Linked DNA regions of Zea mays: all the other regions are linked to region 2. A link is a contact called in public Hi-C data. All regions are on one chromosome and are shown on one strand. Each heading gives the region's core, a stretch centred on a gene start, on an enhancer-like site or on the middle of the called end of the contact. The rest is flanking DNA. Distances are from core to core; before and after follow the strand shown.

Evidence for each region. Hi-C and Micro-C count contacts between places; a contact is called where the count stands out from the background.
Region 1: a Hi-C map of leaf shows a contact between it and region 2, with 2.4 times the contacts expected there. The contact joins the promoter of LOC103638752 here to the enhancer-like site in region 2. A contact is called at or near these places in 2 of 25 Hi-C or Micro-C datasets (both in leaf).
Region 3: a contact with region 2 is called in a Hi-C map of leaf, with 3 times the contacts expected there. The contact joins the promoter of LOC100191259 here to the enhancer-like site in region 2. A contact is called at or near these places in 3 of 25 Hi-C or Micro-C datasets (ear, leaf and tassel).

Annotation. Positions count from the first base shown.
Region 1 is chr9:102,079,181-102,083,438 of Zm-B73-REFERENCE-NAM-5.0, reverse strand. LOC103638752 reads right to left here and starts at 2,421. Exons shown (of 4, transcript XM_008661577.3): 1 at 1,339-2,421; 2 at 861-1,001; 3 at 550-755. The coding sequence starts at 2,007.
Region 2 is chr9:102,251,040-102,255,275 of Zm-B73-REFERENCE-NAM-5.0, reverse strand. No RefSeq gene overlaps it. Among protein-coding and RNA genes, the nearest start is that of LOC100193380, 99 kb to the left of the region's middle. Within about 2 kb of position 2,140, at least 6 of the 20 cell types and tissues checked have an H3K27ac peak or open chromatin away from gene starts, as enhancers often do. A contact at or near this core is called in leaf, where this site is marked.
Region 3 is chr9:102,016,070-102,020,383 of Zm-B73-REFERENCE-NAM-5.0, reverse strand. It overlaps LOC100191259, which reads right to left and starts at 1,368. Exons shown (of 3, transcript NM_001136693.1): 1 at 782-1,368. The coding sequence starts at 1,204.

The DNA of each region.
Region 1 (4,258 bases), core at 1,172-3,671, 170 kb after region 2:
ATGACGTTTATACAGGTCGACTTCTCTGATCTATAAATTTGCCTTCCCTCTACTAGGTTGCAAGTTATAGAGAACCATGGAAATTGGAGAGAGTGGACTAATTAATTTGAAATAATTACAAATCATTGTGCAAAGTTCAGTAGGATATTTGAGGAAATTATTTTTATTTCTTTCTACACATGCACCCGAATAGAATTTATGTGTTTCTCATATGTAATTCTTAAAATTGTCAGAGAGGAAGCTTTTTATCACTGACGTCACTCATTGTCACGACACATGCAAACTTCCACTGCTCCAAATGATGAAGACTACTTGCAGGACATAAATGCAATAGAGGAAAAATTAGCAAGACGGTTTACTTTTCAATTAATAGAGATTAACAAGGTTTACTTTTCAATTCCTTCACCTAAATTTGTGTGTTGTGTACTGCTACATACTTATGCACTTATAAGCTTACTAGCAGCACGTGAAATAAAGAGATATTAATATAGTTTGCATGGTATACCGTGTTGTCAATTTCTTGACCTAAATTTGTGTGAAAGATCATACCCTTCTTTAACAGTCAAATCTCCATTGCACGACAACTCGTTGGTTGCCAACAATCTCTTCAAGTTTTGTGAAGCGTCCTTCTTGTCGCCGTCAAAGCTGATTGTTTTCTGTTTGATCATAGGAGTGATCAAGGCGCTCTCACCAGCACGAACGTAGAATCTCTTGCCCGAGTTCCTGTCAGAGATGTAGAAGTTCGTCACCCGTGCCTGCCAGAGAAACACAACAGCCATGCATCCTTCAGTGCCCACATCACTTCGACTGCGAAACCGTATCCATCAGGTATTCAGGTGGCAGTAATAACGAGAGTTGACCTCAGAGTGTCTCAGCCGCCACCGCCGACGGCTGCAGCACCAGCCCCATCGACGGCGCTCGAACAGCTGAACGGACGTGAGCACGCACCTGGCGGCGTCGTGGAAATTGGCACCCAGGGGGCGGCGACCGCAGGTAACTTGCTGCAGGAAGCCGGTCACGTAAGAACAGAGCATTCCAAATATACTTGAGCAGATTAGAGTTTCTCGCTACTGCTTTGGTGAAGCGATAATAACAAGTTAAGCAACGCATGCATTGCTTTGGCCTAAGCAAAAGTGGTTTGGTAGCTTGGAGACCATTGACCATGCATGAAACTCATCAATTTTTTACTTGTCATGCATGCATAGACTGGGAGAATACCGATGCAATTGTTAGCGACGGCAGAATCGTACGTCAGGTAATGGATTTGGTAACATTGAAGCAAAGATGGAAGGCAATAGCTGATTGGTTTCAGCGGAGATTGACTGAAGCAGAGCTCACCCCGGTGATCTTGACGAGCTCGCCGATGGGCATGTCCCCGCCGTGGTCGTCGAACACCGTATCGGGGAACCGGCGGAAGAACCTCTCCGCCTCGGCCGCCGTCCGGCACGCGTTCGACGCGAACACCGCCGCGACGGCGGCCACCGCGCCGCCCGCCGCGGCGAGGACCTCCCACCGGCGCCACGACACGAGGCAGAAGGCCCCGGCGCCGACGGCGGCCGCGGCCGCCACGGCCACCAGCACGTAGCACGCGAACGGGACGCCGAGCCTCGCCGTCCCGCGCGCCGCCACGGCCGCGCCCGCCTCGTTCCCGGCGCCGCGCCTCCTGCCGCTCCCCTTCCTCGACGACCCGACCGCCGGCGACGGAGAGGGCGCGGGGGACGGGGACGGCCCGACCAGGAGCCCCGGGTGCGAGAGCTGCGACAGCGGTCCCGACGCCGGCGACGGCGAGGGCCGGGGCAGCGGGCCGGAGCTGCGGCGCGAGGAGGCCGGCGACGGCGCCTGCGACTGCGACGCGGCGATGTCGAACATCCGGCCGAGCTCGCCCGAGCGCGCCACGTCCCCGCCCGTGTACGGCGGCGTGGCGGCCGACCCCGACGACAGCCGCCGCTCCCGCTTCCTGTCCGGCGCGGGGCCGGACACGTACATGCCGCTCCCGATCTGGTGCATCCCGTCCGGGGCCGAAAGAAGCCGCAGGGGCACGGCGATCCCGCGGACCCGAGCCAAGGAGTGGAAGAAACGGCAAGAGGAAGAAGAAGGAGGAGAAGAAGAGTCCAATCCACTCCCGTCGCGGCGTCGATGTGAGACTAGCCGGCTAGGGCGGCTGCTGCTTTAGGGCGCGACGTGTTGTCGTGATCGTCTTATCAAGAACAGAGTAGGGAGCACTGCAGCGCACGCGGGCGCGGACACGGCGCGCAGCACCAGTGCTAGCTCCCGAGCGGGGCCGGCGGCTATGCTTACTCGGCGCGCGCGGTGCGTTTGCTTGATCGCGAATTCATCCGGGGTCGGCAGGACCGGATGCCATCGATCATGGCCAACGCTTTCAGTACGAAGCTACCATTTGAATACTTGATCCGGGTCGCTGGTGGCAGAGTAATACGGCCGGAAGTGGCGGTAAAACTAAGAAGAGCCAGCCACCCGGCGCGCGCGCGCGCGTTCTCCAGCTCTTCTGCCGGCGTGCGCGTACGTGGCACGCTGGCACACGCCGTGCTGACGGCAGAGATCATTGCGCATTTTATTAGAGGTTTTAGTCGCTGTCAGTTCGGGATACTTGCCTTTCGTCGTGGCTTCTGATACTCTCTGTCTCTCTTCTAAAACAGTGGCAAAATCAAATCCACGAATCCATTCAGAGCGCAGAACGGCCCGCCATAATAAAAAGAACTCAGGAGGCCCCCTTCAGCATTACCTCCGGCGGAATCGTGGCCGCTGTTCCAAGATCGCCGTGAGGCAGGCAATGACGATGTTTTTATTTGGCCGGTCTTTTTTATATCTAGGGGACAGCGACGCGTGAGAGCACTTGCACAAATTGCCCGCTTTATAGCCTATTTAAGGTCTTGTTCGTTTGTGTCAGATTGGTGGGTCGGAACGATTTCTAACCGGATTGCTTCTCTAATTTATATAAACTTTGATTAGCTAGAACGATTCCGGGTGCAATCCGATAGAAACGAACAAGGCCTAAGGCAGCTCCCCCTTTAAAAGCTAAATTTAGATCAAGACATTCACTAGTGAATCTGGATCCGCTAATAAACTGATTGGATACATAGTAGCTCAATGAAATTGAGTTTGTGACTAGAATGGCCTATTTTACCCCTTGGGTTATTTGATAATCCTTTTGTTTTAATTTATAATTCGTTTAACTTTTGTATCAGGTTTGACTCGCTCATCTTATTCATTGTTTTAGAAAAAATAAAAAAAATTCATAGTCGTCCTTAAAGTATATTAATATTATATGCTAAACAATGTTACATTAAAAATTTATAATAAGACGAGCTGATCAAATCTAGGATTAAAAAGACAAACAAATTAGAAATTTGAATGGATGGAGTATATCTATTTTTTATACGGTACATATGTTATATTGATATTTATGAAAAGGTGAATCTGAATCTATTATTCACCATAGAGCGCCCACTAGTGAATTTGGATCTTAGTGAATTGTTCGGATGCACAGGAGCTTCAGAAGTTCAGATCCATGAAACAGAGATTTGGTTGGAATGACTTGTTTTGCCCTTTGGGTTGTTTGATATATCTAGTTTTACGTTGGGCACATGTTTTGTTGATATTTATTCAAAAATGACTTTTAAAATGCAATATTTTTCACACAAATACTCATGAGCATTTAATATTATCATACAAGATACATAAATAATTAATATATATTTATGACAATGTCTCAGTACTATTATGATTGTCCATAAATAAAGATAACTAAAAATTAAATGAAGGCTAGTTTTTTTAATTACATGCTAATTCCAAGCATAAGCAAGAATTGTGGCGGCATTAGTTTCTATAGTAGTGTCATTTGATGTGATTGCATATCGGTTATACCTTTTGCGTATTGTTGTATAAAGTTGAGATCATGATCGAAACAAGCAGAGTTCAAATCCTCTATCATGCTCACAAATAAAAATATGATTTATGAAAGACCATACAAGAAACAATAATTTTTTTGTTTCCACATAGACCTCTCAATAATATTTCGAATAGAAGAGTGAATGTGATTGAAATTTTCGGATGATGTTTTTTGTTCCATACATGTATGTCAATCTGATATGTGTTATCTTTTACCATTGTAAGGAGCTAGATAGCTAGACCGATTAGAATATCCGGCATCAACAACATAGTATTTATCTACACATGTTAAAAATAGCATTTGCTATGATGACAAAAGACACCGAGTACATAATTATTTATTCATTTT
Region 2 (4,236 bases), core at 891-3,390:
GCAATCCGGTCGAGCCGGACCAGGTCCAGACGTCTATAAAAGCTAGGGATCAGTTTTTCACGCCCCATCTCGGTTCATTAGCGACGGCGGTTGCCCGATAGCGCGCGCGGCGGTGGACCCTCGGCCGGTGGCCGCGGCTCCCCGACCTCGACATGCGGTGGTGGCGGTTCCCAGGCCGGCGGCGGCGGCCCCCGATCCAGAGGGCGAGCGATGGCAGTGCCCTTGTGCGGTGGCGGCGGTTCCCAGGCTGGTGGCCGCAACTCCATTACCTCGACGCGCGGTGGTGGAGGTTCCTCAATCCGGAGTAGTGGCGGCGGTTCCCCGACCCAGAGGGCGAGCAACAGCGGGGCCCTTGTGCAGGCAAGCGGCGGCGTCCCCGAAGCCTCGAGGAGGCGGCACTTCCAAGGCCGGCGAGCAAGCGACGCCCGTCGACGTGCGAGCGACGGCGACACATGAGGCACGAAGTTCGAGCGAGCGACGTCACGGAAGGCGCGAGATGCGCGCAACGATGATCGCGCGTGACATCCTCCGATCCGGCGCAGTTTTCTTTTCGATTATTGTGTTTTATGCCTACCACATGTATTATTTACGCTAAAAACTGTACGATTTTATGCTTGAACACAGAGTTCGTATATCAGTTTACTGCATGCATATTGGAAAGGCAATTCCTTGATTTATGTTGTTCGTAATTTGCGCGCATGCAATGGAAACTCCCACGATTTTGCCATAATTTTTGGATCTGTATAAAAATAGAAACCGCATGCATACGGCTGCCATGTTTTTTGGATCTGTCATAAAAATAGGATCGTAATAACAACCTACTAAAGCTACCAACCTTTAATTGACTCGGTATTTACGCTTATAATTGAGAGATTTTATGCTCAAAACTTAAGGTTTTTACGCTTCACCCGGAGATGCGTCCACCAGTGAACAACATGCTAGATTTTTTACGCAGTGTAAGGAATTGCATAAATACCTACACAGTGTAGCATAATTTGTTTCAGTATACATCATAAACTAGTTCTAATGCGTTTAGTTGCATGACTATTGGAGGGATCTTATATTTATGAAGGAAATAAAACATTAAATGCGATTTTTTGTTTCTATGCATGCAATTCATTTCCTTTCATTGCATATTCTTTCCATCATAAATTCGTGTGCATGCAGCTGGTAGCAGATTTTTACGCAGTATACCGAATTGCATAATTATCTACATAGTGTATCATATTTAGTATCAGTATATATCATAAAATGATCATTACGAGTTTTAATTAGTTGCATGTCTGTTGCAGTGATGCTAAATTTATGGAGGAAATAAAGCCTTTAAAATAGAGCAGACTCTTATTTCTAAATATATTTGGGTCTTTGTTGATTTCGCTCTAGGTCTCTTATTTCTGGAGACGGCCTGCTTGTGTGGTTGAGGTATTTACATGCATGAGCAGACTCTGATAAGGCTATGATGACACCTTCTGAATTGAGCTGAGCCGAGTGTTTGCTTGGCCGAAACGCAGAACCGGCAATAACGCTATGTTTGTTAAGGGCTCTTGAAATCACGAGTGGAAGATATCAAATGAACCTCTGATGAGTGTAGTTCTTTCACAGCCTATTAAAGATTGACAATTGATAAGGCTACGCTAACAAATCTTTTCCACGGATGACTGAATCTGAATATCACCAAGGACTAGTTTGAGAACCTCATTTTCCTAAGGGGTTTCTATTTTCCAAAAGAAAATTAGTTTATTTTTTCTTAGGAAAACAGAAATCCCTTAGAAAAATGGAGTTTCCAAACTAGCCCCAAATTAAAAACGAGAAGCAAGAGCGGGGTATCTCCCTACGTACCAACAATTAGCTTAAGCTTTTCAGATTCTCGGACTGTGGCTTGTGACTTGTACCTATCGACTTGAAAGCTCCAATCTTCCTCGACATATCTTGATGTCATTTGCTGGACTGTCGATGTTGCTGTCCTCTACCTAGTCCACAAGCTACACACTTCTCTCATGGACCTTACTGAAAAATGTCACCCAAGTAGACCTCCAAAAAGTCTGAAGCGCAAATCTTGTTGGAAGCTAGCTATAGATAGTAGTAGGACACGCCAGATATGACAGATGGACTGGGCCGTCAATTATTCGCCTTTATTTTCGACCCATCCGCCTCCCTTCATGGTGCAACCAGTGGGCTGGGCCTTTAAAGTCCAAAGCAACTCTGAATACTAGAGCATGCAAAACTACATAAGACAACATGGTAATATGATAGTGAGTGCCTCGGTAGAATGCATGTGCAGTCACAGGCTCATGCTTTCTTGTCAGTTCATGGCTTTGGTGTTTTATCAAAGTTTGGATGGAACATAAGTTCATTTACCCTAACTACTCAAGCACTATAAATTCACAAATCAGTTTTTCTCGTTGCAAGGTGATCAAAATAGTAAATTATGAAGGTTAGAACTAGTTGTGAGATATTGGAGGAAACCAATGAAAGTTAGTTGTGCTCATTGTCGTTGATACTGAAACAAAGTTGAACGCTTCAATCTAGCTTGCATGATTGCATTATATATAAGCAATAGGTGTTGTGATTCTTCGGTTGTTCCATGATTTGTTGGTAGAGTTCAAGAAGACATGTTTCTACTTCGTATTTAGTTTCTTGAAGAAAAAGGCGGCTCAGATCAAATTATCGGATTTGAAAAGTAAATTTGTAGTCAAATCACCATGTAGCTAGTATATAATGCAAAGTATAAATTAATTAATAAAAATACTTTGCATTCATGTTGAGTTTTGTTTGTTGCAATTTATGCTTGAAATAGAAAATTTAACTCATCTCTAAATTAGACTTGAATTTTCAATTTAAAATAGAAAGCAAAAAATAGAAATATAAGCTAATATAATAGATCGATGTATGTTTAGTTGGTTTGTTTGTACACGCCATTCTATAGGTAAAGTTGATATAAATTAGGATATCGCAATAAGATATTTAAGAAAATACTCCTTTCAGCACGCGTGTAACACCCAAAAAAATTTTAAATTTTAAGTAAAAATATATTCTAATATTTATTTAAATTGAAGGACTAATATGATTAGTACAAATTAACAACAATATTATTGGAATAAAATAGATAAGTTAGAGTTCCTAACAGATAGGATAAGATTGTAACATATAAGTACCAGATTAAATCTGTCATGTAATGGATTTGGTTTTGAGTTTGTTACAGTTCCTAATAGATAGGATAGGATTGTAACAGACAAGTATCAGATTAGATCTATTATGTAATAGATTTGGTTTCGAGTTTGTTATAGTTCCTAATATATAGGATATGGTTGTAACAGATAAGTACAAGATTAGATATATCATGTAACCACCCACCTCCTAGCCTATATAAATACATGCCACCATAACACCTCAGGCCATCAATCAAAGACTCATCACATCCATAGCCTCGCAACAGCCACCGCTCGCCGGTGGGCCTGCCACCGCGGGCAGGATGCCACAGCCCTGTTCCAGCATGAACAGGATCATGCGAGGGAGAAACGGCCCTGGCCATCGATCTGGTGATAAGCGCTCACGATTGAATCTCAAATACCCCATCGTGATCGAAAATTGTAGCCATTGATCTCGGATCTGTTGGGCGAGATCATATCGCGAGATCTTTTAATCTCGAGCGTTGATTTTAGATCCGACGGCTGTGATGGGATCGATCGCGTACCGTTTCGGCCGAGGTCATGGGTCGTCTGATTCAATCTAGCGAGGGAAATTCGATCTGCTATCATAAAACCTCTATCGTCGATCTCTGATCCAACGACCGAGACTTCAATCTAATCTGCACCGTAGACTATCGATCCAACAATCTACAAAAGCACATACCCCTTCGGCCGTTTACTTTTGCAAAAGAGACCATGTGCTCTATATTAATCAACCCGCCATCCACATGTGCGGTAAGATGATTACCTAGCAGTCCATGAGAATTGCAAATAAGTCCCTAGAATCGATTTAATTATAAAAATGACCGAAAACTAAATTAATCCCTATATTGCTCGTTTTAACTCAAACTTAGTCTGTTCAAGTTGCGCTAGTCTCGTATTAAATTTGTATACGCAATAACAACATTATTTACAACATATTACTTACTTTTATATTGTTTATCCTATGATTATTGATTTATATTGCTAATCAAAGGTAATTGTCCATAATTATAACCTAACTAAAAATACAACCTATAATCAAGTTATTTCTCAGATTAAAGTTTAA
Region 3 (4,314 bases), core at 119-2,618, 230 kb after region 2:
TCCTGCTAAGCTTAATTTAGATATACTCACTCTAACATTTTAGCGCGTTGTTGTAAGTGTGCTCTCACTCTCATTTCATTCTGTGTCCGTCCCTAGGTGAGAGTACAAGGCATGAACAGAACAGAACACAACCCAGCGGCCAGCGAAGATGGCAACACTGCAGATTAGGTCGCTACAGGTCTGCTAACCAACCGTGCTACGCTGGAGTTCATGACGGGTGGCGCCGTGGCGGCCTGGTGAAAGCACTGCCTGCCTGCAACCATTCGAATCCGACGCACTAAAATCTAAATGCGGAGGTCACCATGCCTTAAACACTGGCCGTAGCGTCCATCGGCCATCCGTAAGGCTCAGGCCGAGCGCCTTCAATTCCGGGAGCTCCAGCTGCAGGGGACCACTGGAGATTTTCTCTGCCGCCTCGACGTCGTCGTCGCGGAAGGCCGGAACGAGCTGACGAAAGGGAAGCTTAACTACTCCGAGCTGCTGTTTGCAGCCCTGCAGGCCTCATGGAATCTTCTCCCTGGCAACTCTTCCTGCCATCTTGGCCTTCTTGCCATGAAATGGTTTTGCTATCTTGAGGTGTGCCGCCAAGCGGATGCATGCACACGGCACACCTCTGGTCTCCCCCTTTGCAGCGCTTTTGCAGCCGTGCAGTGCGCAGGGATATCCGGTCTCTCGACCGAAATGGCAAGGTTGTTTTTTTTTAAAAAAAAACTTTTGGTTAACCATGGCAATTGTGAGTTGCGGCTATGCGAGTGCGGGGTAGCTAGGTCGCGTTGCGTACCAGGACGCCGGCGGTCTTGTTGTCGAGGCCGGTGCCTGCGGAGGCGAAGCAGACGCCGCGGGCGAAGTCCTGGATGCCGTAGGCGGGGTCGAGGTAGGCCGGGACCAGCGGCGGCAGGCCGAGCGCCTCGGAGATGAAGTCCGGCGGCAGGCGCCCGTTGCAGAACCGCCCCGTGGGCTGGGCCCCGCCGGCCATGTCGCGCCCGTACGGCGGGAAGTTGCTCTTCAGGATGGTCCCGATCGCGTTGTTGTTGCCCGTGTCCACCGTCGAGTCCCCGAACACGATCACCGCCGGCACCTTCGGGGTTGGCGCCGATGGACCGGCGCCGGCACCGGTGCAGCCGCAGCAGGACAGGGCGAGCAGGAGGAGCGCCGCCGCCTTCTGCAGCACGCTGGCCCGGCGATGGCCGCGCGGGGACGCCATTGCGGCGGAGCAGCGGAGGAGGCTTGTTTCCTGCCCGCCTGGGGTGCTTGTGCTGGTACGGTTGCAAACCGCGCACGGCTGTGCTCTGCAGACTGCAGCTGCGGCCTGCGGGCGCTGTGTCTAGTGACTGGTGGTGCTCATTAAATAGAGGGCCAAGCGGCGGTTCACGTTTGGTCCTTCCCCGCCGGGCTGACGAGCGCACACTACAAACAAAACCCCAGTGGGGCTTTCAAATTTAGGGCTACTATGGGACCCATATTTTCAAAGTATTTTTATTTTTTTAAATGAAAATTATTTTATTTTTCCTTGGAGAAATAGAAATCTCTTTAGCAAATGAACTTTCCAAACTAGCACTTACGTGAAAAAAATTAGTGGGGCTTTAACATGTATGTGAGGCCTCCTGAACCGGTTTTGGCTTTGGCTCCAACAGTAACCTGACAAAAAATAGCTCTAGACTAAGAGTACTCAAGAGTTGGAGCCACTTTTGGAAGAGATAACCTGACAAAAAATAGCTCTAGACTAAGAGTACTCAAGAGTCGGAGCCACTTTTGGAAGAGAAGCCAGAGTAAAAAAACGTCTCGGCTCCTCCCCACTCCTAGTCTTGCCTCTGTCCCGCTTCCTCTCTCTGCCCCACGCCCTGCCCGAATCCTGCACCCCACTTCCGATATAGTCAGCCCGCTCTCGACATTGCCTCCCCGCCCAGCGCCCGTCGTTGTGGTCCTGCGCCAGCCTTCAACGTCGTATGCTCGCTTGCCCGCCTCCTTGTCTTTATCGGCCTGTGACCGACATTGCTGGCCCAAGCTCAACGTCACCAACCCACGCTTGTCATTGCCTCCCCTCCCAGCGCCCGCCTCTATCACCACCGCAAGTCAGGCTATGGTCATCATTTTTATAATTTTATCGTGGTCATGAATAATTTACGCATTAATTGTCTATACACGCATCAGGTGTTCGTATAAATGGCTATATATGGGCACTATAGACTGTTGGGGGCCTTCTCTGGCCAAAGGTCCTCAAAACATTAAGTTGTCAATTATCTCTAAGTCTATTTCAGGTGTTCCAAATGAATAAGGAAGGCCACCTTCATTTCAAACCTTCATCTCGACAACATAGGTGAAGGGGAAGATAAGAGCTTCGGCTTCATGGTCTGGACTCGAAGCAAGTGGCCTGAATACGAAGAAGGAACCCACCATCACACGTGAAATCGTTTCGGGAATAAATGACGATGCTACCCATAGCAGTTTCTGTAGCTATATATAGGGTTCAAGGTTATAGTTTTAGATTCATATAGAGTTGTATGCCAGGTTGTCCTTATAAATAGATAAACATTGCACGTGCACAGGTCGAGGATTCACGTACTCTTGTGACACCAATCGATTCTACGTCTGAATTTGTATTTACTCATACCTTTGGATCTCTATCTATTGTTAAAGGTATAACTGTATTCATTTGTAACAAGGAATATTTAATACAAGAAACTTGACAGTAATGATTTTCCTTGATTATATTACCTCATCTATTTCTTTTAAAATTATAATTATAATATTCTTCCCCCTTCAATCTTTTTCTCAATCGGAGATAGATTGAAGGGAGGAAGGTCCCATGTTTTTTTATTACGTTGCCTTGTCTTGATCTGCCTCAGGAATCAAAACAAGTGACCAACATTGGTGCCCACCTCCGATGAATTCACGATCTCGACGAAGAGCATGGCAAGTTTTGGCACTTTGTCACGAACTTCAAGGTAGCTTATCCTCCTGATCATGGGAGGATCAAGATTTGAGCCCAACAACAAAAATAGAAGAGAGAAGCTCAAAGAAGGGTGTAACATGTTGGGGTTTCAGGGCCATACATTAGATCAAAATGGTCTCATGTTCCATTTACATTCTTTCAACAATACCTGTAGCTTAAAGATTACCCACACAATGATGTCATAGTTATATATTGCGTTATAAAGGGCTTCATGTTACACAATGTCTTAGTAGACACAAGTAGTTCAATAGATACCATATCTGCAAAAGCTTTCAGGAAAAATGCAAGAGCCAGAAGACACATTGCAAGAGGCCATGCGCCCACTCTGTGGTTTTGGATGAAAGCAGATAGTAGCACTGGAAAAGATAGCCATGCTACTAACATTTGACTATGTCCACAACACCAGAATTGAAGATATCACAATCGACATAGTCGACATGGAGTATTCTTACAATGGAATTATTGACAGAGGAACTTTGAATGTCTTTGAGACAATATTACACCCAACATGTCTATGCATGAAAATACCATCTAATCAAGGTCCAATCTAAGTCCGTGGAAGTCAAGAAGCCGCAAGAGGGGTCGAAGAAAGCTTGATAGATTCAAAGGCCATTCACAATATTGATGAAACTGAAGCCCAACCTCAAAGCAAACAAGCCAAGGATAAAGCAGTCTCAACAGACCAACCATAGCCAATTCTTCCTTGTGAAAATAGAGCTGATCAGAAGGTTCTCTTTGGATCACAATTATCATCAGAGAAAGAAGGAAACTTGAAATAATTCTTTTTTTCACAACAAAGAAGTTTTTTTGTCTGTCAATGATTTATGTAGGGTTGATAGAAGCATCATCGAGCACGCCTTAATGTGGACTCTAGCATAAAACAAGCAAAGCTTCAGTAAATGTCCGAGAACAAAGCTGAAAGTATGGCGAAAAGTCCAGTAATTAATCTGAAAGTTGCCGAAAAAAACTGGATCCTCGATCTTAAATTCTTAATGCAGTATAGAATCTCTCGTTTTCCACCAGGTTTGCCAATTCTAGAGCCGTCGCTTTCGTGCGCCTCCTCATGCCTTGATTGCTTTGCCCGATGGATCCATGCATGCATCCGATCCCTACCCCAGGCCAGTTGCATGGATCGTGACTGAAACCGGCAAGGCGCGCGGCAACCACACCATCCAGCATGGGACTGAATGAGACTATGAGAGCCGGCCAGAGCCCCCACCAACTAGTCCACTCCAAGCTCTAGTAAGGAGAGCATGAGCATTGAGCAACAAAGCCTCCAGGAACACGGAACCGAACAACAACGACATCGATGATGCATGCAGCGTGTGCGTGTGCGTGCCACCAACTGCGTGAGCAGGAGA